4 separate regions of the Mus musculus genome follow, and regions 2, 3 and 4 are each linked to region 1. A link is a contact called in public Hi-C data. All regions are on one chromosome and are shown on one strand. Each heading gives the region's core, a stretch centred on a gene start, on an enhancer-like site or on the middle of the called end of the contact. The rest is flanking DNA. Distances are from core to core; before and after follow the strand shown.

The links. Hi-C and Micro-C count contacts between places; a contact is called where the count stands out from the background.
Region 2: a Hi-C map of CD4 T cells shows a contact between it and region 1, with 5 times the contacts expected there. The contact joins the promoter of Haus6 here to the promoter of Plaa in region 1. A contact is called at or near these places in 1 of 39 promoter capture datasets (pre-B cells) and 1 of 484 Hi-C or Micro-C datasets (CD4 T cells).
Region 3: a contact with region 1 is called in a Hi-C map of regulatory T cells, with 7 times the contacts expected there. The contact joins the promoter of Mtap here to the promoter of Plaa in region 1. A contact is called at or near these places in 1 of 39 promoter capture datasets (pre-B cells) and 2 of 484 Hi-C or Micro-C datasets (CD4 T cells and regulatory T cells).
Region 4: a Hi-C map of regulatory T cells shows a contact between it and region 1, with 8 times the contacts expected there. The contact joins the promoter of Rraga here to the promoter of Plaa in region 1. A contact is called at or near these places in 3 of 484 Hi-C or Micro-C datasets (B cells, CD4 T cells and regulatory T cells).

Annotation. Positions count from the first base shown.
Region 1 is chr4:94,599,454-94,605,417 of GRCm38.p6, reverse strand. It overlaps Plaa (phospholipase A2, activating protein), which reads left to right and starts at 2,171. Exons shown (of 14, transcript NM_172695.2): 1 at 2,171-2,541. The coding sequence starts at 2,393. Gm12657 (predicted gene 12657) reads right to left here. Exons shown (of 2, transcript NM_001081019.1): 2 at 5,099-5,964. The coding sequence ends at 5,623. It also overlaps a transcript of Ift74 not described here.
Region 2 is chr4:86,609,026-86,614,742 of GRCm38.p6, reverse strand. It overlaps Haus6 (HAUS augmin-like complex, subunit 6), which reads left to right and starts at 2,688. Exons shown (of 17, transcript NM_173400.3): 1 at 2,688-3,057. The coding sequence starts at 2,930.
Region 3 is chr4:89,133,328-89,139,126 of GRCm38.p6, reverse strand. Mtap (methylthioadenosine phosphorylase) reads right to left here and starts at 1,757. Exons shown (of 8, transcript NM_024433.2): 1 at 1,603-1,757. The coding sequence starts at 1,635.
Region 4 is chr4:86,573,609-86,579,320 of GRCm38.p6, reverse strand. Rraga (Ras-related GTP binding A) reads right to left here and starts at 3,648. Exons shown (of 1, transcript NM_178376.3): 1 at 2,036-3,648. The coding sequence starts at 3,402. The coding sequence ends at 2,461. Haus6 (HAUS augmin-like complex, subunit 6) reads left to right here. Exons shown (of 17, transcript NM_173400.3): 17 at 1-466.

The sequences.
Region 1 (5,964 bases), core at 922-3,421:
TATCAGCATCTATCATGTGTGACCAACATATGCCCATGGGCCACTGGATAGCTGACAATGTGTCCCAATCAACTGCTCTCATAGCCAAGGCCAATGTGAGACTGTTTAATAAAACTTACCTGGGTTGTTGAGATGTCTGAGTGGGTAAAGCTGCTTGCCACCCCACCAAGCCTGAGGACATGAGTTATAACCTCAGGAATGATGTAGTAGAAAAAGAGAACCTCTTTTTGTAAGTTTGTCCTTTGGCCTCTCTGTATGTATATCCTGGTGCATGCACAAACACACACACTCACGTACAAATATACACACAAAGAGACTAAACATAATAAAAACTAAAAGGAAAACAAAAACAAAGCAACAGCAACTATAAAAACATTGAAAAAAGAGTGAAATGTCCTAAGAAAATTTAATCTTGCAGAAATGATTGCTATACAAATATGTCACGACACCATGAACACTAAAGAGGCAATAATAAAACTGTATTAGTCTAAAGAGGAACTAGGAGGGTCCAGAAGATATACAGTATTGAACTGTGACAGATGGAGAAAAGATTACAGACTAATTGTGTGTGTATGTGTGTGTGCTTGTTGAGGGGTATGTGTATATGTGTGTGGTGTGTGTGATGTATGTAAATGGGTGTGTGGTATGTTAATTCGGGTGAGACATTTGTGGTGTATGGTCTGTTTGTGTGTGGGGGTGGGTGGGTGGTGTGTTTTCTTAAGATAGGAATTCTTCCTGTAGCCAGAATGACCTAGACCTCATTAGATAGGCTATGCTTCATTCTCATGATCCTCCTGCATCAGCCTCTCATAGCACTAGTTTTTGTTTGTTTTAGGAATCTAGAAACAACAACTTCAAACATGGTATGTTCAGAGAAAGATGGCAAATTCAATATGGCTGAGGCAGACACACACCTAAGGGAAAAGACCTTAGCAAAATAAATTAGGGAAATGGGGAAGGCCTTATACAACAGTGTATTCTCAAGAACGAAAAGCTGTTGGGGCTGGAGAGATTACTCAGTGGTTAAGAGCACTGGCTGCTCTTCCAGAGGTCCTGAATTCAATTTCCAGAAACCACATGGTGGTTCACAACCATCTGGAATGGGCACCCGATGCCACTTTCTGGTGTGTCTGAAGGCAGCGACAGTATACCTACATTCATGAAATAAATCGACATAAAAAAATAAATAACGAAAAGCTATTGGGGTTACCGAACAAAGTGGAATAATACATTTCAGAGCTAAAGTCAAGAGAAACACACACACACACAGAGGAATAGTGATTTCAAGCCTAGAATGAAAGTTTTAAGAAGAGTGAAGAAAAACACACAAATTGGATTTGGCAACTTAACAAAGGTTTGTGGTGTGATGGATGCCGTGCTACAATACGGAAAGCTAACTTTACTACAATGTAGACTGACAATCTCAATGCAATGTAGTGAGACTCCTACCTACACCATCGGGGTTTGGCTAAAAATATATATTCTCACCTGTAATTTCAGAGTTCAGAGACTGGAGCAAGGAACCACGAGTTTTAGGCTAGCCCGAGCTACCGTAAGACCTTTTAAATAATTAAAGGCATTTTCTGCTTCACCTTAGACCTTCTGCGCCAAACCTCGGGCAAACAGTGGTCACGTTAGGGGAGAATGGGCACCCGATCATTCTGCAAAATCTGGTATTATAGGGGGTAGCTTGAGGTGAAGGCAAGTTCATTAAAAGTTCCCACTTTGGCTTCAGATTCAGTCATCTTAAATGAAAAAAAAAACAATTAACTGATGAAAATCTTGGGAGACTCTCCAGAATCAAGCAGAAAATGGGCAAACAAATCGTGGCGTAAGGCAAACAAGCAATTTTGCTCTACTACTCAGAGTAGTCAAACGAGCACCTAGATTTAAAACATCCGGATTCAGCGCGCCGGCGAGTCACTCGGGACGCTCGGCATTGTGGGATTTGTAGTTCCGATTTACCCTCCTCCAACTACTACAGATTTTCGGTTGTTCTCTGAAATGGACCGGGTTCCGACCGGACCCAGACCTCCGGCGCCTACGCAGAATTTCCTGATCTCACCGTCCCTTCTTCGGCCGGCGATCCAGGGCGCAGAAGGATAGAGGGCCCGGTCCGTGATGCTCAGCAGCCCGACGCACACACTCTGCGTCACCGCGGGCCGCGGCGGATGATGAATTCCGGCGTGTGTGTTAGGGTTGCTGTGTCACTCAGGCGGCTCGGCGCGCCCCTTCCCCCGCGGTCCTTCCGCACCGGCTGACTGGCTCTTCCGGTCTCCGGCGCCCCTCTCCTGCAGGCGGGTCTCGGGCCGCAGCCTGGCGCACGCCGGCTCGGGCCTGTGGACGAGTCTCGCGCTGTGCCCGGGGGCCGGGCTCCGGATCCACGCTGGCCATGGCGAGCGGCGCCTCCAGATACCGGCTGAGCTGCTCGCTCCCGGGCCACGAACTGGACGTGAGGGGCCTGGTGTGCTGCCTCTACCCGCCGGGAGCCTTTGTGTCTGTGTCCCGGGATCGGACCACCCGCCTCTGGGCTCCAGACAGGTGAGCGCTGCTAGTCCCGCCGCCCGCGGGTGGACCACAGGCTTGCAGACACGTGGGAGGAGTGACCCTCCTTCCCTGCCCTGAATCTCTCCCTCTTCCTGGTGTCCGCGCTGCTCCTGCCTCCCTGCCGAGTCCCGAGCTTTGGCTTTTCGGGCGCTGTCTGTGAAACCGACAAGATTTCGGGGGAATGAGTATGGATAGGATTGGAGGACCTGGCTGGCTGTCCTAACTTGACCACTAACGGGCGACTTGACCTTGGACGAGCATCTTAAAACACCTTAAGGGCCTTCAGCTTTGGCAGATAACCCCTTAGGTTTCTTTTAGTCTTTAGTATTTATTGCTGCTTGCGCCCTCCCAGTTTCGGCTCGATGAAAACTTCTGGCTTGCCCCTCGGGCTCCGATCTTAGGAGTTGCTCTGTAGTCATCCCTCAGATTTAAATTTTTGAAGACTATAATTCTCAGTAATTGCTTTACAGAGAATTACACATGGTGTCCTCTCTTGGTTGTCCAAGTTATAGTCTGTTTGGGGAGGAGAGGATGAACCTCCTCAAATGTTATCGTTGTGTAGGAATGTTCTGTTTTTTCGAGGAGGAAAAATTATCATTGCTTTGAAGTTCTGCCTTCAATTCCCCCCCACCCACCCACCCACCCACCCACACACACTCCACCACCACCAAAAATAAATAAATAAATAAAATAACCAAAAAGTTAAAATCCAGCCCAAATCAATATCAGAGGTTGCGTTTAAAGCCCTGATTAGTCGAAAATTTTATGACAGCAAACAGGCTAGTGATTTTGGGAAGGTAAATTGAATTTAGATGATGAGATACATATATATGTATTTCCTGGGGAGAAAGACATCACTGACAGGAGGACAGGTGCTCTCTGTTTACAGAACTTTATTATATTCTCTCGTGAGAATATAGAGTTAGACCGGAAAGATATTAGTAGGAACCTTTTTTTTTTCTTGGAGGTGTTTCTCCTGTGTGTGTGTTGAAGCGGATATCTCTTATTAGATTGAGTAAGCTGATCTTGAAGGGTGGACTGGGGGAACTTTAAAGTGGAAAAACTGTAGTTGGAGAGCTACGTTCCAGAGAGGCAGAAGACATAGTATGCCGTGAGTGCAGGTCCTGAAGGCTAGCAGAAGCCAGGTTGTAGTGTTTATATGGAAAAACACTTGAATTGGGGACTGGAGAGTTGTCTCAGCCGTTAAGAGCACTGACTGCTCTTCCAAAGGTCCTGAGTTCAAATCCCAGCAAACCACAAGGTGGCTCACAACCATCCGTAATGAGATCTGATGCCCTCTTCTGGGCTGTCTGAGGATAGCTACAGGGTACTTACATATAATAAATAAATAAATCTTAAAAAAAAAGAATAAAGAAAAGTCTAAAGGCAAAGCATGGAAGTAGATTTGTTTGATGGCTTTTGCAGTGCAGCCACTGGAGGATGGTAGAGTAGAGTAAGAATGTTCAAGAGCCAACCGCTGTGTTGAATTGGATATGGCCTCACATAGTCTCTTCCAACTATTCAGAGTCTAATATCCTAAACCGCTTAATAAAACTAGGAATAATTATAATTATTGGTGAAAATTGTACCTCTAAAACAGTCCTTGTTCTCATTAAATAAACTTCAGAAATATTGGGGTATAGCACGTAGCTCACTGCTTGGCCTACGTAAGACCCTAAATTCAGTGGCCAACAAATGAAACTAAGTCCAGTAGAAGCATATATCTTTCTAAAAGGATGAAAACATTGGTTTAAGGAGTACCTATTCTAAAGGATGCCTGTTTTTGTAGTTGATGAACCAAGAGAGTGGTGGGAGAATTTAGGAGGTAAAAAGATGGGTTTTAGGGTGGACTTAACAGCTAGATTTTAGCCAAAGTCCACTGAAAAAAACAAAAGGTACAGCTTAGCAGAGAAAACGTGGTCTTATGAACTAGACCAGCAGCCTGCTGTGGTTTCACACGGCTTCAGACCTCTCTAAACTGGCATCACACTAAATCTGACTCCATTACTCTGTCACAGACTTCTGGGTGCGAGAGATGAGGTATGGCTTCAGCATCTTTGTCTTTGTATTGATTGGCCTCTTGAAAGCTACCCATATTTGGAGATACAATTTAAAATTTATGACCTTACATTTTATCTTTCTTGACTCTGCTAGTTCGAAAGTGTCTCCCTCTGGTTAACACTGAGCACCTGGGATCCTAAATCAAGACGGTTCTATGGGGTTAGCTAGGAAAGCCAATTTCTTTTCTCTCCCATCCCAGATTTCCTTTTCTCAGAGGCAATGTTTTTATCTAACTGCTCATTTTGTGTTTTATTCCTATGTCAATGTAAATTGCAGTGTTGCAATATTTATGTGTTGATTTTTTTTTTTTAAGGAATTATCTGTTTCTGCTAGGGAACATTTGAAATTAGTGTTACCTATTTTCTGCCCACCCCCATTTAGTCTGTCTTTTTTTGTATGCTCACCTTTGCTTAGCTTGACTAAATCAGTGTTTATTACTATTTTTCGCCCTCTGGTTTGGTTTCCATTTACTGAGTTTTCTATGTATTTATCTTTTTATATATATATAGTTTAATGTATTTTAATAGCAAACTTACAGGAACAGCACAGAAGACAGACAACATTAAAAACATGTACTTGTATGTAGGACAACTCAGAAAAGTATAGTGAATGGATGGAATCTACTGTGTGATAAAAATGCTATAAACACCATTTAGTGGCTGTTAATAAGAAATTTACTTATTTTTTTAAAAATCCAAATGCTGGCATTGTCCAGAAAATTTTAACAGGTTTATTTATAATTGTTATAAAGTTGAACTGCTCAAATATGTTCACTGAAACATTTTGCTTGCATTAATGCTTTACATCTTGCATTTATATTAAAAATTCACACACAAATGAACGTGGAGAAACGCCAATACCTGATTCTGTCCCCTATGTCTCCACTCGCAATCATATACTTAGGTACCTTTGACCCCATGGAAAAAATATCTAACATTCAGAACTACTGATAACAGGAAGAAGAGGAAAAAAAAATTCTTTTGAGAATTAAATGTTTCCCCTCATAGTGGACTCTTAAGCACGTTCTCCGCGTATGCGGCGTGCTAGCTGGATATCTTTTGGCATAATTGTTACACGTTTGGCATGGATAGCACACAGATTGGTATCTTCAAAAAGGCCAACCAGAAAGGCCCCACTTGCCTCCTGCAAAGCACCAATAGCTGCACTCTGGAAGCGCAGATCTGTTTTGAAGTCCTGAGCAATTTCTCGCACCAGACGCTGAAAGGGGAGCTTGCGGATCAGAAGTTCAGTGGACTTCTGATAGCGTCTGATTTCACGGAGTGCCACAGTACCAGGCCTGTAACGATGAGGTTTCTTCACCCCTCCAGTAGAGGGCGCACTCTTGCGAGCGGCTTT
Region 2 (5,717 bases), core at 1,439-3,938, 8.0 Mb after region 1:
GAATCCTGTACATCTGTGTAGTTCCACAAATTCATGTGTGAATATATGAGATGTGGAGGGGTTGGGCTTCAAGGTTAGGAGGTTGAGATTATGGAAGTGTTAGAGCAAAATTGACAACATAAAGGGTTTTATACCATGAGCAGAATGGAAGACAGACTTAAACAAGGTCAGTTAACTGAGAGGCTGGGATATTTAAAAAGTCACCTATGTGGATAATAATCAAACACCAAAACTTCCTGTGAGCAATGTCAGATCTTAGAATGAACTCTGGTGCTTTGGAAAGCTTACAGATGGCCTCCTTGCAAACTACAGGAACTTAATTTTACAGGAACTGGTGCTTTTAGTAAGTCAGGAGGCAATAACTGCTTGATATGGTAATGTGAAATATGATAGTTCCCTACCTCGAAGGACTTGTTATACAAGGGATGTTCGAGAAAGAATAGCCAGAAGTTCAGGGTGCTGGAAGGGGAAGCTGTATACTTAGGTGAAGGGAGCCTCCTAGCCTGGAGAGTGTAGTGGTGGAGTCATAGAGTAGGACTCTGGTGATGGCTTTAAAGTCTGAGGTCTTGGGGCTTTCTAGCTCTCTAACTGTACTGAAATGCTGATGATAACTTCTAAAACGTCCTTCTGAGGGTAAAAGACTGCTGGTTTAGGTGATTAATAACTGTAGCCTAACAGCAGAGGATTAAACAATGTGCCTTTGTTCCATCTCGGCAGGAACTGCTGGGCTCTAACTTTCAGCCTGCTAGTCAGAAGTCACAGGAAGAAAAAGGGACACTTAGAAAAGTTATTATAGCATTTATTACTAAGTTGTAAAAAGTTTCCTATGGAAGCCATCTAAGGGGAAAAGCGAAAAGATCCTAAGTGGGAAAAGGAAAAGGGAAAAATTCTTCTAAGGGGGGAAAGGCAAAAAATTCTAGTCTAAGTGGGGAAAGGCTTTAAAAAATTCTTCTTTCTCATTTGTCTTCAGTACCTATACATCTTTCAGAATACATGATCACAAAGTTCACACAAAAAATCAAATCATAAATTGAAATAGAAGTTTACAATAGAGAATGTCTACATTCGTATCCATTAGGAATAATTTTCTGGCTAAACATCCATCACCTGTCTCAGCTCCACAGGTTCACTGAAGGTTTAAAACCATAACTAAGTTATTAGTGAAGTTTTGTATAGATAAACCCAGTCAATATTTTATCTTCTGTCCTAGCACCTATAATAAATCATTAGTTCCCTTTATATGACTTTTGGTTAATTGTTTTATCACCTCTTGGAATGTGCTCTGAATAGGAGAAAATCTGGTTACCATCTAAGAACTGGTAACATGTGGAAAATTGGCCGAGTTCTCATTGCAGTTTTGACTATCAAAAACGACTTAATAGGAGTCCCAGTAAAAATGAGCTTAATAATCACAGATAAAATTTTAGGAATTCTTATAGGATCATCATGATGACTTAAGTCATCTATTTGTCTATATGGCATCACTACAAGACAATACATCTTCATGGATCTGCAGAGATCTGCTCCAAAGGGGTGTGCTACTACTTAGTGATTGTTATATATTTTTAATAATAACAGGAAAAGCAATATTAATAGCAGGAATCTTCCCTAAAATGAATTCCTTACAGCCTTGCTTAATAAGGGTGCACCTGTCGCAGGTCATCTAATAATCCGAAGTAGACCACTTCAGGATGATGCTTGTCCCATTATGACTCCTGACACTCAGCAGAGAGACAGACTTTGTTGTAGTTGTTATTCGAGATAGGGTTTCTCTGAATAGCTCTGGCTGTCCTGGAACTCACTCTGTAGACCAGGCTGGCCTGCAACTCAGAAATCCGCCTGTCTTCTCCTCCCAAGTGCTGCCCGGTGAGAGACAGATTTCTAGTACAGCAAGTTGAAGTATGGCTGGTGGTGCCTCCCACAAAGATGGAGAGCATTCCAGAATTAGGAATTCAGGGTCATCTTCCTTTGGGAAGGGAGTTCAAGGCCAGAGGAGGCTAAAAGAAATCTCGACTTGCAACCTCCACGACCAAAGAAACATTTGATAATAAAAATTTTGCCAAGCACTCTAGATGAGGTGATCAATGAACAACTCCATCGGCCCCTGTGACTCTTGCCCATTAATTCATATAGTAGGAAGGCAGGTACAGTCTTCGACGCCAGACTGCGCTACATAAAGTTAGAGCTACATAGCAAGATCCTGCCTTTTTGGTTTTGCTTTGTTTTATTTCGAGACAGGGTTTCTTTGTGTAGCTCTGGCTGTCCCGGAAATCAGTAGTGTTCTCGAACTAACAAAGTTCTTCTCCTCTGAGTACTGGGATTAAAGGAGTACACCGCTGCCTCCACCGGACAAGACCCTGTCTTAAAATAAAGGAAAAGATGATTTGTTTAGGGCCATACACCTGCATCACTCACTATAAGGAGCTACAATGTAGCTTTTACTGAACAGCAATCACAACCCGAGCAACAGAAACCTAAAACGCAAAGAATCCGGAACTAAGGCCGGGAGGGCTCTAGAAAACACCCGGTTTCCGGACCTTGGGGCAATTGGCTGGTCACGCAATGCTTTGTGGGTCTTATAGTTTCTCTCAGGGACTTCATGTGCCCGGAGACAGGGATGCATTGCATGGTGGGAGATTGAGTCCTCTTAGGAAGACCAGTCCCGGAAGTCGGGACTGCGCCTGCGCCTGCGCAGTGTAGTCTTCCGCAAGCGCGGGAGTCTTGGTTTGCGTGGAGCGCTGCAGTCACTGTCTGTTTTTCTGGGCGCGTTCGGCCTTTTGTGGTGGGATGGCTCTCGGAGAGGAGGCAGCGGGCGGCCGCCGCAGAGGGGTTGTCGTCACCCCGGGATGCCTGTAGGAGGGGTCCAAGGGTCCTCACGGCTTCGGTGCCTTCGTTTTCCTCCGTCACAGTCGCCCTGCCCGTGGAAAGCATGAGCTCGGCCCGGGACTCCGCTTTCGAGAAGCAGCATCTCTGGATGTACCTGCAGGCGCTGGGCTTGGATCCGAGCTCCAGCATCACGTTCGGCGGGAAGATGGTGCCGCACGCGCACCTTGGAGAGTAAGGAGATCTGGGGCGGTGGCGCGGTCCTTGGCGTCCAGTCACTGGCGGCAGAACCCTGTGGTGGGGGACTGGTCGTCACCAGTGTAAGGGATGCGGGTGCGGGACGCTTTAGAGGCGTGCTCTGCAGTTGAGGCACAACGGCGGGCCCGCTTAACCCTGCCTTCGTGGTCTGTAGTTGGTGGGAGGCGTCGGGGAACTATATATGCAAACATCTTATAAGTAGTTAACTGTGGGTTTAAACTTTGAATCCGAACTAAAACATGTTACAGCTAGCAAAAACATAATAATGTGTGGGAATGAAAATCAAAAGCCGATACCCTTTCCTTTGCCACTTCAGTTATGGTTGCGATCACAAAAAGAAATACTTTGTTTATATTTGTATACTTTAGACACGAGCTTCCGGTTTCAGGCCCCCTTTCCTCCTTATAATTTAATGGAAAGAATGATTCTATTATTACTATATCACCATCATCACCATTATTACTATTTTTTTTTTTCGAGACAGGGTTTCTCTGTATAGCCCTGGCTGTCCTGGAACTCACTTTGTAGACCAGGCTGGCCTTGAACTCAGAAATCCGTCTGCCTCTGCCTCCCAAGTGCTGGGATTAAAGGCGTGCGCCACCACCGCCCGGCTACTATTATTTTTATTTTGAGACAAAACCCCCCTCTCTGTAGTAATGGGAGGTGTGCTGGGATTTTAATTCCATCGCCTTGCTCCTCCAGATTGCTGTTTTGCTTGCTTGTATGTCTTGTGTGAGGTTGTCAGATCTTCTGGGACTGGAGTTACAGTTTAGATCTGCCATGTGGATTCTGGGAATTGAACCCGTGTCTTTTTGGAGGCGCAGACACTGTTAGTAACCTGAGACATCTCTCCAGTCTCAATGAATTTTGTCTTTTGTTTGATTTTTGTTTTTGTTTGTTTGTTTATTTTTCAAGACAAGGCTTCTGGACCTCTTTTTGTGGACAGGCTAGCCTTGAACTCAGATACCAGCCTGCCCTTGCCTCTTATGTGCTGGGGATTAAAACGTCCCACCAACCATCCCTAGTTAAATTAACTTTGTTTTGTTTTTTGATGCTTTAGACATTTTTATGCAACCTCAGTTAAGTAGGTATATGATAGTATGCAATCATTCACTTGTAGTAGGTTATACATGTTATTTTAAAGCAATTCCATGGCATACATGTAATTTTACTATTAGGGACGAAAGTAAATTTGCATACTAAAGGATGCTCCCCCATTTTTTTCCTTTGAGATGGATGATTATATACCATGGCCTCCAGCTCTGTTTGCCTCTCTTGCTTAAGTGTTGATATCATGTTAACTTTTGGTTGATGCATTTTCAGAAACTTTTGCTGCTGTTACATTTCAGCCCTCACATAACTATGCTACCAGAATAGGGTGATGAAGTTTCCAGAAACAGGGCTGGCTGGGCATGACGGTGCATGCCTTTAATCCCAGCACTCGGGAGGCAGAGGCAGGTGGATTTCTGAGTTCAAGGCTAGCCTGGTCTACAGAGTGAGTTCCAGGACAGCCAGGGCTACAGAGAAACTCTGTCTCGAAAAGAAAAGGAAAGAAAAGAAAAGAAAAGAAAAGAAAAGAAAAGAAAAGAAAAAAGAAACCGGGCTGGAGACAGTTTCTGTTATGTTCCTCATGTTCCTCACCAAGGACAAGAATAATCTGGGGATAGATCCGTCATCTGTTGCCCCCATCTATTTAATTGTTATCTTTTTGTTTTTCTTCAATTTTTGTTTTTTTTTTTTTTTTTCCAAGACAGGGTCTCACTATTTAGCTCTCTGGCTGTCCTGGAATGCATTATGTAGACTGGGTTGGCTTCAGACTCATGAGAGATCCATTTGCCTCTGTTTCCTAGGTACTGGGACTAAAGGCATGAGACTCTGCTCCCAGCTGGTCTTGTGCTTGTGATAATCCTCTTGCCTTGGCTTCTGGAGTGCTGGGATTGATTGCAGGAGTGTGCCATTGTGCCTGCATGTATTTTGTCAGTATAATTTCAGTTCTAATGGTTGTGTTAATGCACCTAGGTATCTTATTTTTAATCTCTCTCTCTCTCTCTCTCTCTCTTTCTTTCCTTCCTTTTTTCTTTCTTCCTTTCTTCCTTTCTTTCTCTTCCTCCTCCTTTTTCCTCCTCATCTTCCCCTTCCTCCTCCTCTTCCTTCTTTTTCCTCTTCCTCCTTCTTTTTCTTCCTTTTTTTTTTTTTCTTTTTTGGAGAAAAAGGTTTTAATATCTCAGGCTGGTCTCAAACTCCAGATATGACCTTAATCTCCTAATCCTTCTGCCTCCACCTCCAAGTGTCAGGTGTGGTAGAAGTATGTACCACCATTCCCAGTTATTCATCTGTTTCTTAGTTTTTGTTTCATTTATTGTCTGTGAGTGTGCAAGTGCGAGCCACAGCAAGTGTGTGCAGGTCAAAGGACAATGTGTAGTTAGACGATTTATTTACTTGAGTTTGGGAATAGAATTCAGATCTTCAGGCTTGCATTTCTGGGAGGCAAGTTCCTTTCCTTAGGTGTCTCATCTATTCTTGATTTCTCTCAATATTTGTGTGGAGTCAAGTCTTTCCTGCCACCATGTGGGTGTCCCAGGGATGGAACTCAGGTAGTAAGGCTTAGTGGCAAGCACCTTTACCTGCTGAGCCAC
Region 3 (5,799 bases), core at 508-3,007, 5.5 Mb after region 1:
TGCTGCCTTAGCAGTTTGTGGAATATGGTGTTGGCATCATGATTTTTTATTAGCAATGTTCTCACCTGTTGCAATCTCAAGAAGAGAACTCAGCAGGTATTCCGAGCACCATTTATATCTCTAAGTTTTATTTCAAAAGCTTGCCAAGATAAAAAAAATACATATCATTCAATATTTACATAGCTCTTTCTGCTCTTAAGTGGACCACATTCATTTTGCAGGGAAACTGTGTGTTGGGCAGAAGGCTAACCAGATTAAAGCAAATTCTTTCTGTTGAGATATGCTGGTCCTTGCACAGATAGTATTATCCTGACTGGACTGATTAAGTGTGAAGTTCTAGCTATTTGGTTTTACTCACATTGTGGGACAGAGATGACAAATAGATCTATCTTCAAATCACAGGCCTCTACCTCAGTGAAATTTCCAGCCCACAATATGTTAAAATCTCCACTTTATAAATAAGTACCTACTGTACCTTGCACATGAAGACCCTTTCTGCCCCGTTCCTGCTGACTGGAACCATGGCTTTCTATAAATGTAAATAATCCTTTTCAAAATGGAGAAAAGAAAAAGTTGGCCCCTATGACCGAATGCAGCAACCTCACCCTGAGTGGTTCATGAAGCCCTGCAGGGCCCCAGTATACAATGCCCTGGCACGCTGAAGGCTAAATGCAGAGATGGGCCTCTTGCAAGGGCATCAAACGGCACTGCAGGCAATCAAAAGGATGCCTGAAGAAAACTGTGCACTTCCTGTAGCATGGGTCAGAAATTCCTAAACTGAATCAAATTAACTGCGTTCTTGGCTAATAATAAACAGCCTAGAAAGGACTTAAACACCAGTGTTTCCTGGGCTCCGTTATTCCACTCTCTACCCATCAATCAGGATGTGTTTAAAACTCCCCAAGGGAGGCTCACTCCAACTCTCAGAACTCATGCTCTCATCTGGCCAGCTGTTCCCGGCGCACAAGAGTCCCTTGTGTCCAGATCTCTGGGGACCTAAGGCCTAAGAAAATAACTCTAACTTTCAAGGTTGGAAAGCGGTTTATAAGACAGAGGCCTCCAGTCTGAGAGCGGTCCGCGCTCTGTTTCAGTATTTAAAAAGTCTCAGAGCTCCCTCAGCTCTGCGCTGCCGAGGTAAAACAAAGCAAAAGGAAATCTAAGTTTGGAGGGGGAAATGAAGCCGAAGCATGCAAAAGAGCAAGTGCCAGCTCTCCCACGTGGGCCTAGTCAAAGTAGCGGAAGCTTAAGTCCCGTAAGACTAGAGGGACCGACGCAGCAGCCGCAGGAGCTGAGCCACGCGCCAGCTCCCGCCTGGGGGGGAGTGGTACTAAAAGAGGGTGGCAGCGGGGCGCAGTCCCCTCCATCATCCCGCTCCCCCTTCTATTACCCCACTCCCCATCAGAGCCCCGGTTACCACCGCTCGGGCCCGGAATGCAGATGAGTTCAAAGGCTGGGGACATCGGGGTGGCGCTGGGTGCCGCGCGCCCTGTCCCCTCCCTGCTGAGCGGTGGGTGGGGGGCGCTCCGGCTGGGGACACAGCCTGGAGGCTCGAGAAGGAACCCTGCAGGGCTGGCCCATTCACAGCTTGTAGGGTGATCTCACCTTCACCGCCGTGCAGGCGGAGCCCGAGGCCATGTCTGCACCAGGGAAGTCCACAGCGGGCCGCAGCGTGGGACCGGGAGGAGACTGCGGGGCCGGCGTGGCGCGGGAGTGAGCAGTGCGGGGACCCACGGGCTCTGGCTCCTCCTCTTCCTCCCGGGGAGCGCGGGATTGGCTGTTCTCCTCCACCCTCCTCCTCAAATCAGGTTCCCGCCTCCCGTCCCTCTTGCAGAGTTTTCGGCTTCTCGGGGCTTCTGTTGTTACTGTGCAGCCTGATGGCGAGTCTATGATCAAGATAGAAAAGCCACTTAGGATGTGCTTGTCACTTTGTCTTTTAACTGTTTCACAAGAACATGGTGAGGTAGCGCATTACTGCCAGTTCTGCGGCGACTTGGCTGCCCCGGTGGCCAGGGCTGTAAAATCAGGGCCTGCCGCATTCCTGGGCTTTGGGGAGGGCGGAGGGAAACTGAAGAGTGCTAGCTTGAGATTCCCGCCCCCCACAGCTCTGATTTACAAACTGGTTTATTTAGCTTCTGTTTGGCGGGGAGCTTTTAAGGAGGCAGGACCCTCCCCAACACCCAGCCTGATGCTACCAGCAAGGGGCATTTTTAAAATTCCTTTATACAATGGCTAGTGATGCAGATTTGTAATCCCACTCACTCATGAAGTCTGGTCAGCAAGCAGTATGGCAAGTTCAAAGTCTTACTTGGTTACAGAGTGAGTTCAAGACCATCTTGAGCAATATTAAGAGTCTATCTCAAAAATAAACAGAGGGCTTGGTATTTAGCTCAGCACTAAAGTGTTTATCTAGCATCCAAGGAGACACTAGCTTCAATCCTCACTCCAATAAAATAAGCAAAAATTAAAACAAAACTTTCTATGCCAGGGCAGCATACGGTACAGCAGGATTCAGGTCAGGACCTGTGTCTCTGTGATGCAATACCAGCAAGACCCACTCTGACCCCAGCGACCTTTCCCCTGGATACTCTCTCTGAGAGGCCCTATCCCTTCTCTACTAGGACAATTCATTATAGCCTTTGATGGTACAAGCTGCGCCAAACAAAATGCTGGGCAGCAGCTATCTTTTTTTTTTTCTTAGTTTATTTCATTATTTATATGTATGCACACACAAATACCTGCAGGTGTGTTTGTGTTTGTGTGTGTGTGTGTGTGTGTGTGTGTTTGTCCAGAACCCAGCCTGAAGCTGGAGTAACAGGCAACTGTGAACTGCCTGATATAGATTCTGGAAACCGAATTTACCTCTACAAGTGCTCTTAACCCCTGAGCCATCTCTCCAACCCTGGGTGACAGCTATCATTTTTTAAGGTTTATTTATTACTATATCTAAGTACACTGTAGCTGTCGTCAGATGCACTAGAAGAGGGCATCAGATCTCATTACGGATGGTTGTAAGCCACCATGTGGTTGCTGGGATTTGAACTCAGGACCTTTGGAAGAGCAGACAGTACTCTTAACAGCTGAGCCATCTCGCCAGCCCTGGGTGACAGCTATCTTAAGGGTGGTCCCCCGAGATATAGAAAAAGCTACAAATTTCTCTGTGGTTGGGAAGGAGCCAAGGAAGGAGATTCTGTTTTCTTCTTCTCAGCAGTGTTAACTGAAAGTTCCCAGAGAAAAGGTACCCTCGACTCGCATTCGACGAGGCCGATGAACTAATCAGGCTTGTGGAGAGTTGGAAAGTTTCTGGCCCAGAGCCTACCTTGCCCTGTCTTGCCCCACTAAGTGGTACTTACTATCTGCCTTTCTGTGTGCCTTATTGTCCTTGTGCCTATTGGGTAAATCTTTTGGAGTGTACAAAGCTAGCTCCCACCAATCCCAAAGGCGAGCCTCATCGGTAGCATCTGCAGCCTACACTCTATCCTTCCCTATAAGTCACCTGTGTGATGTTTTCAGGAATACATTCAAAGTGTTTTCCTGTGTGACTTTTGTTGTTGTCGTTGTTCCGTTCCTATGACAACTTGGTGAAACTGTTACTGTCCTGGAACATAATTTGGGTTGAACTAAATCTGTGTTCCCTGCCCTGGCCACTCATGCTTGGGTCCAAAACAAGTTCTCAGACTGTCTTTGGTGTGAGAGCTGGTGTTTATGTCAGTAGTAAAGCAATACCCGTACACCTCCATTTAATGAATCTCCACCTTCTGTTGGTGTGGATGCTGCCTGATGCTGTGTAGACCCATTCGTCGCCATTATCCACTCTGTGTCTAAGTTTTCTCAAGATATAAACATTTCTTCTGTTACAATCATTTTAGGTTATAAAATACAATGGAAAGCTGGGTGTGGTGGCGTAAGGCTGTGATTTTAGCATATAGAAGACAGAGGCAGGAGGATTGTAACTTTGAGGCCAGCCTGAGAAACATAGTGGGATACTGTCTCAGAAACCTAAAAACTAAACATAATGGCAGAAGTGATACAAAAATATTAGGTTAGGATGTGGTAGTGAGCTGGCTCAGTAGGTAAAGGAGTTCGCTGCCCAGCCTGATGTCAGAGCCCAATGAGGAGACTATAGAGAGAACTTCTTGTGTTTTGTATGGATGTATCACCTGTCAATTAAAAAACCTATGGCCTATAGGAAATGGTAGAATAGAAAGTGGGACATCCCAGAGGCAGAAAGAATTCTTTGATAGAGCCAGGCAAGGGAGGTTTGCCCAGGAAGAAGTGACTAGACAGACACATGCTACCCAAGCACAGGTAACCAGTCACGTGACAGAATGTGGTTTAAAACAATTGGGTTATTTAAGTTATGATCTAGTCAGACAAGACCCTAGCTATATGACCAAGGTATTTGTAAATATATTTGAGTCCAAATCTTTTATCTGGGAACATGGGGCTTGGAGGAAAAACAAGACCAAGCTACTACAGGAGACGAGAACCAATTTCTATGGATTGTTCTTTGACCTCCCCATGAATGCTCAAAGATACACACACACACACACGTAATCTACTACAAAAATAGAAAAAAAATTAGGAGCCTGAGAATACTGATGGATGAAAGTACTTCCCTAAAGGCCTCTCAGCTGATGGATCTTTTGGGTCTTTGGAAGCCTGCCACTCAGTGTGGACCCAGTGCAGAGCATGCAGGAGACAAGGAGCTTTATGGCCGAGAGATAAGATGGATCTTATCTGCCCATCCCCCCTCCATCCTCTCACAATTCCCCCCCCTCTTCTCCTCTGAAAGAGTGGAGGCCTCTCTGGGTATCTCCCCACCCTGGCACATCAAGTCCCTAAGAAGCTAGGCGCATCTGCTCTTTGGTTGGAGGTTCAGTTTCTGTGAGCCTCCATGAGCCTGAGTTAGTTAATTCTGTCGGTTTTCTTGTGGTGTCCTTGACCTCTCTGGCTCCGTCAATCCTTTCCTCCACTCTTCTACAAGACTTCCTGAGCTCCACCTAACGTTTATCTGTTAATCTCTGCATCTGTTTCCATCAGCTGTTAAATGAAGCCTCTCAGAAGACTCCTTCCTAGGCTCCTGTCTGCAAGCATAGCGGACTATCATTAATAGTGTCAGGGGCTGGCTCTCTCCCCTGGGATGTGTCTCAGGTTGGGCCAGTCATTGGTTGGCCATTCCCTCAAACTCTGCTCCATCTTTATCCCTGCACATCTTGTAGTCAGGGCATATTTTGGGTCAAAGTTTTTGTAAATGGGTTTCTGTCCCCTCCCTCCACTGGAAGTCCTGTGTGGTGACAGGATGTGGTCACTTCAGTCTCCATAGCTCCAGTTGCTAGGAGTCTCAGCTAGGTTCTTCCCATTCCAGATCACTAGCTCTTCCCAGAGTTGTCCCCCCCACCTATTTCCATTCCCTCTCCCCTCAAAACCTGATCCCCACCCGTGAGCCCCTCCCCTTTTCTCATTCAGTTCCCTTCCTTCCTCCACATCTGATATCTATTTTATTTCCACTTCTGAGTGAGTTTCAAGAATCCTCTCTTGGAACCGTCTTGTTCTTAGCTTCTTTGGGTCTGTGGATTATAGCATGGGTAGCCTATCCTGTACTTTATAGTTAATATCCACTTATAAGTGAGTACATATCATGGTTATTTGTTTGTTTGTTTGTTTTTTTCGAGACAGGGTTTCTCTGTGTAGCCCTGGCTGTCCTGGAACTCACTTTGTAGACCAGGTTGGCCTTGAACTCAGAAATCCACCTGCCTCTGCCTCCCAAATGCTGGGATTAAAGACGTGCGCCACCATGCC
Region 4 (5,712 bases), core at 2,399-4,898, 8.0 Mb after region 1:
CTTAATGTCTTTGTTAGACATCTCCCCCGACTTTATGTGATTTCTGATCCAGCTGTATACACACCTTGGTGCTGAGCATGAAAAGTGGTACTAAGTAAGATAAAGAACATTTGGGGGGGGGGCAGGGATTAAGCTTAACAAAATACTAAACAGACATTTTGAAACCTTTACAATATTCTTAGTTATAAGGTATCATCCCATTTTTTTTCTAGCGTGTAAACAGGAATTCTTGAGACCTGTATAAAAGCAAACTATTTCTCCCCCTAGTATACTAAAAAATGTGTTTCAAAACATTTCATTTAATGTGTGAAGACAGTATATATAGATCAGATGCCTGGTTGCTCTAAAGAGCACCCACCTTTTTATGCACTGAGAGCTGGCAAGTTCATGCTGTTAAGTGGAAAATGTCTGTGTTCTAAGGACTGTTCTACATACTGCTGTCTAGAATAAACAATGTTTCACCACTTGTCTGGAATTCCCTGTATTTCAAAAAGAATTATGCCTCAAACACACCACTGAATTATCGCATACAAAAGTACAACTTGGTAAAATAATTTAAGACTCAATGATACAGGTAAGAGTTTTTTTTTACTGGTGTTTTACTCACTAGGATCTAGATTTACAACAGCTTTTATGTTTGAGGCAGGGTCTTGCTATGTAGCCCTGACTGGCCTGAGTGAGAGAGTGAGTGAGTGGTCTTTGTGCCTTTGTAAAATGAATGGCTCCTAGTCAGAGAAGTCTCTGCTTTATCTAACACAGCCCATATGACACTAGAACTGAAATGGAGCAGTTTATATTTGTATTCTGCTTTTAACCATATGTGCCCAATGCAAACTAGGAACCTCAGAATCTTTCCCCACAAAATAAGTAATATACAAACTTGGTATCATGCAATTTCCAGATAAATACAAATGTCAAAACACCAATTTTGCAGCCTTTGTTTCTAAAGTTTGTAAATTTGGAATTACATGTAGAAATAGTCTATACCTAAAATGGTAGTTTTTATTTTTTTGAAGCAAGACCTTAGTATAGTATAGCCTAGGTTGTCCTTAAATTTATGGTAATCATCTTACATAGCCACCTGACTACTGGGATTACAGGGAAGGAGCAAATGCCGAGGTAAAGGGGTGTGATGGAGGCACAAAGGGTCTGGTCAGATCTAAAGTGTCTCACCAGTCATGCCAGCCTCCTCATGTTTTAATGATAGACATCACCATCCATCAGGTTATGAGGCTAGATTAAAATACTTGCATGCCAAGTACTTAATACCTGGCATTTAATGGGCTCAAACTTTGCCAGATGTCACATGCAGTGTTTGGAGGAATGGCATAATCTTGATGCTTGCTTTGTTGACCATTTTGATCTTAATGTAGTGGTCTTACTGTAGCCACAAAAGGAGAGCAGGCATAGTGAAATCACGTCTTGCCTGACTTCAAAGTAAAAGATCAGCACTGGGATTTCACCCCAGGAAGTTCTAGACAAGCATTCTAGCACTGAGCTATGTCCCTAGCATAAGAACTTGTTGGGACTGGGGTCTCATGTATCTCTGGCTAAACATCCCAACAACCTTAAAACACCCAATACTGCCTTCACCTGGGATTACAGGCATGCACCACTAGCACCAGGCTTTTATGTGCCTCTGGTGGTGGATCCCAGATCTTGTGAATTCGTGGCAAGCTATATACCAGTTGAGCTACATTATATAAATATCTAGTCCTTGAATTAGTTTTAAACTTTTTAAATGTGGATGGATGTTCTGCTTGCACCAGCTGTGTGCCTGGTGTTTGTAGAGGCCAGAGGGTGTTGGATTCCCTAGGACTGGAATTACACATGGTTGTGAACTGTCATGTGGATGCTAGGAATTAAACCCAGGTATCTGGAAAAGCAGATAGTGCTGTTAACCAGAGTCACTATTCCAGCCCCTTGAGTCTTTACCACTACTACATCTGCTACCAAGCATTGCCAATTTGCCAGCTAAATGATACTTGAGGATAATCAGAATCTATAAAGTACCTGCAAATTATTTCAAACAACATTTTAAATTGCTAATAAGTTTATTCATGATTGAAACCAAGGAGGATTTAGAAATACATTTTAATATCTTGCTGATAAAATAGTAACATTCCACCTTTGTGATCTGATAATACAGAAGATAACTGCTTTAATACTCTATTATAACCAGGTAACCAGAACACACACACATACACACACACCCACCCACACCCCACCTACTTTAGTGTTAACACCACACTAACTTTTCATAAAGGCCGTCTTGAAGATCTCTACTTGATAGCTGAGTAAATAGCGTCCAATACTAAGACTAGGGAAGAGATGAGATAGTAAGCACACGTTTCAAGCTCACTTTTAAGCACATGACATTATGAATATTAAAGACAAATGATGCAAAAAAAAAAAAAACACCGTAATTCAGCATTTTACTAAAGAGCATTTGGCATTATTTCAACGCATGAGGAGGCTGTGCTTGGGCCCATCTACTCTTTCTAGCTTCTCAAAGTGTTTCCTGGCATTACGAATGTTGATCAGAGTAGCTGCAGAAGGGATGGATGGATCTGACATGACCACCATCACGTACGTGTTTGATGTAAAGATGTCGATGAAGGCAGCGAAGTTAGAATTCCTCACTTCCATGCTCTGGAAAGAAGCGGCCAATTTACTGCAGCTCAGCTTAAACTGCTTGATGATGTTGCTGATCTTCTCAAAGCGGTGCACATCTCGCTGCTCTTTGCACTGGTAGTGGGAAATCACCAAGAACGTAGCTCTCTCGAACAGCAGAACTTCATCAGCCTCAATAATCTGGGCAAAATTCCTTAGGTTCATCTCCAGCTGCTGAACGTTGGGGATCAGCTGATAGACGATGCTGGACCAGGCTTTGTAGAGCGTCTCATCCCAGATGGACGTTCGAAAACAAGCGCACTCCAGCGGGCGAGACAAACGCCTCAGGTCTTCCTCTCGCTCTTTAAAAATCAGGTCACGTTGATCTTCCTGAACCAGATCCATTTTGTGCACCAGGCAGAAGATTTTGGCGTCAGGTGAATTCTGGAGGATGGCTTCCAGACACGATTGGTAATAATGCATATCTTTTTCCAGTTCGCGGCTCTCTACGTCAAACACGTATATCAGAACCTCCACATTACGGAAGATGTTGTCCCGCTGGCTGGTGAAGTAATTTTCCATAAAGGTGTCCTGGCCGCCACAGTCCCACAGGTTCAGCACCAGGTTCCCCAAGAATCGGACGTGGGAGTGCTCCACGTCGATGGTGGCACCCAGGCGCCTAGTGTCGCGCGCAATATAATTTGCAAAGATGATCGACCTCATGCTGGTCTTCCCCGACCCGCTCTTTCCCATCAACAGCACCTTTTTCTTCATGGCTGTATTGGGCATCACCTGCCGGCGTCGCCACGGACTGGGCCTGAGGCACGGCCTAACGGCGGACCGACCAAGGATGGGGACGGCGGGACACCGAGCACCGACCGGCAGCGGAGGCCGTGCACGCGAGCTGGGGGCAGGAAAGACCGCGGCGAGGCGAGGTCTCAGAAAACAGCGCCCGAGGCAATGGCCACAGCCGCTCCGAGCTAGCGAGAGCAGACCAGTGATGTGATCAGCTTCGGCCCGGCCGCCACCCACTTCCCGCCGGCATCTCGCGAGAACTCCGAGGGCCTGCCGCCACCCACTTCCGGTGGCGACATCGCGAGAACGTCGGCTACTCCTTTGAGACCCTTGGAATTCTAAGAAACTGCTTCTTCCATTGCAATCTAGCGCACAGCGAGTTAAAATGAAAGGGCGAGCCCACGCTGGGGTTTTGTTCTGCTTGGGTTGCCCTGGGTCTTTGCAGAAGGGGTCGAGTGAACCTGGGAGGGAGAATGCTGCCCCCGCGTGGCCAAAAGTCCTCACACGCCCACTGCCATTATCACCTCAGAGAGATAATAGTGCTGTAGGCTTGACAATCAGGCAGGTAGAGGAGCGGGGATGACAAATGAAAACCAGCAGAAAGAGATTTCGAAAAACTAATTGCCCAGGGCTAGGCAGTTCCTTACCAGGGAGACATCCTGATTCCTTGTTCTTTTTACCTCAGCTTGAGAATGTGTAATTAGAATCCAAAACTCGAGTAGAGGGTAATATGGAACACCATGCAATAGCTTCGTCCTCACGGTTACCGTGTGAACAACTGTTTTCAAACCTGAGGGGGTTAACGAGTCTGAGTGCCTTAGAAGGTCTGCTCACTTAGCCATAGGCCACATGGCCTCAAGCCTTTAAGAAGAGATAAGCAGTGTCATCCAGTAAGTTGAGGCTGAGTCAGTAGAATTACCAGGGCACGTCATATTCCTAAATTAGGACACTGCATCCTTATTGTAAAGCCCTTTCCAGGTTGTATACTACACTGTACCAATGAAGACATTTTCTCACTTATTCATTCAAAAATTGGATGTTGGGGCTAGAGACATAGCTTATCATTTAAGCCATGGTCTCCCGCACAGATATGGTGCACACACACACACACACACACACACACACACTGCTCTTCCAGAGAACCTGGGTTTGCTTCCCAGCACCACTGTGACTCCTTGAAACTGTAACTTCAGTCCAGGGGATGATGCCTTCTTTCAACCTCTGTGGGCACTGCATGCATATGATGCATAGACACACAGGCAAAATATGAATTTACATAAATAATGTTTACAATATGCAAGAAAATTCAAAAGTGGGCTGGCAAGATGGCTAAGCGGGTAAGAGCACTGACTGCTCTTCTGAAGGTCCTGAGTTCTAATCCCAGTAACCACATAGTGGCTCACAACCACCCCGTAATGAGATCTGATGCCCTCTTCTGGTGTGTCTGAAGACAGCAACAGTGTACTTATCTATAATAATAAATCTCTGGGCTGGAGTGAGCAGAGGTCCAGAATTCAATTCCTAACAACCACATGAAGGCTCACAAGCATCTGTGTAGCTACAGTGTACTCATATACATAAAAAAAGACAATTTAAAAGTAATCATTGTTGCAGGATATTTGATCACACTGAACCCTGAGAGTGTATTGTTTACTAAAAGACAAACAAAAACAAAAAAACGATTTCTAGTTGTGATGTGGCTCAGTCATAGCACACACCTTTAATTCCTCTGGTTAGAATACAGATATGCCCTTAGAACACACTTTTAATCCCAAACAGTGAAGGTAAAGTTAGTTTGTAGAAGAAAGCACCTTGTTTGAAAGTTATGTCTAATTGAGTGGCAGACAAAGTAACAAATCAGAGAAAGATTTGACAGAATAGGCTACACCCAGCTCTCAAGAGGAGAGGGGAAAGAGGTTACATAACCAATAGCAGCACACACACACACACACACACACACACAGAGAGAGAGAGAGAGAGAGAGAGAGAGAAAGAGAGAATCTACCAGGACAGTTACAAAGAGAAAAGGTTGAAAAGAGAGAGCAAGCTAAACACAGGGGAAGGCAGAGGAGCCAGAGACTGAGAAGGAGTCAGAAGATTAGAACAGATTGCCAAAATCAGTATGAGGCCAAGCAGAGCAATTAAGAAAAGGCCGAGAGAGAGAAGCCAGATTGAATCAGTCAGTTTGGAGAGGAGTTTGAGCCAGAACAGCTGAGTTGACCAGCCAGCCAGAGATCAGAACAGGAAAAGGTGAGCTTATTCAGCAGTAAGTCTCACAGGCAGGAAACATTCTAGCCCTAGATT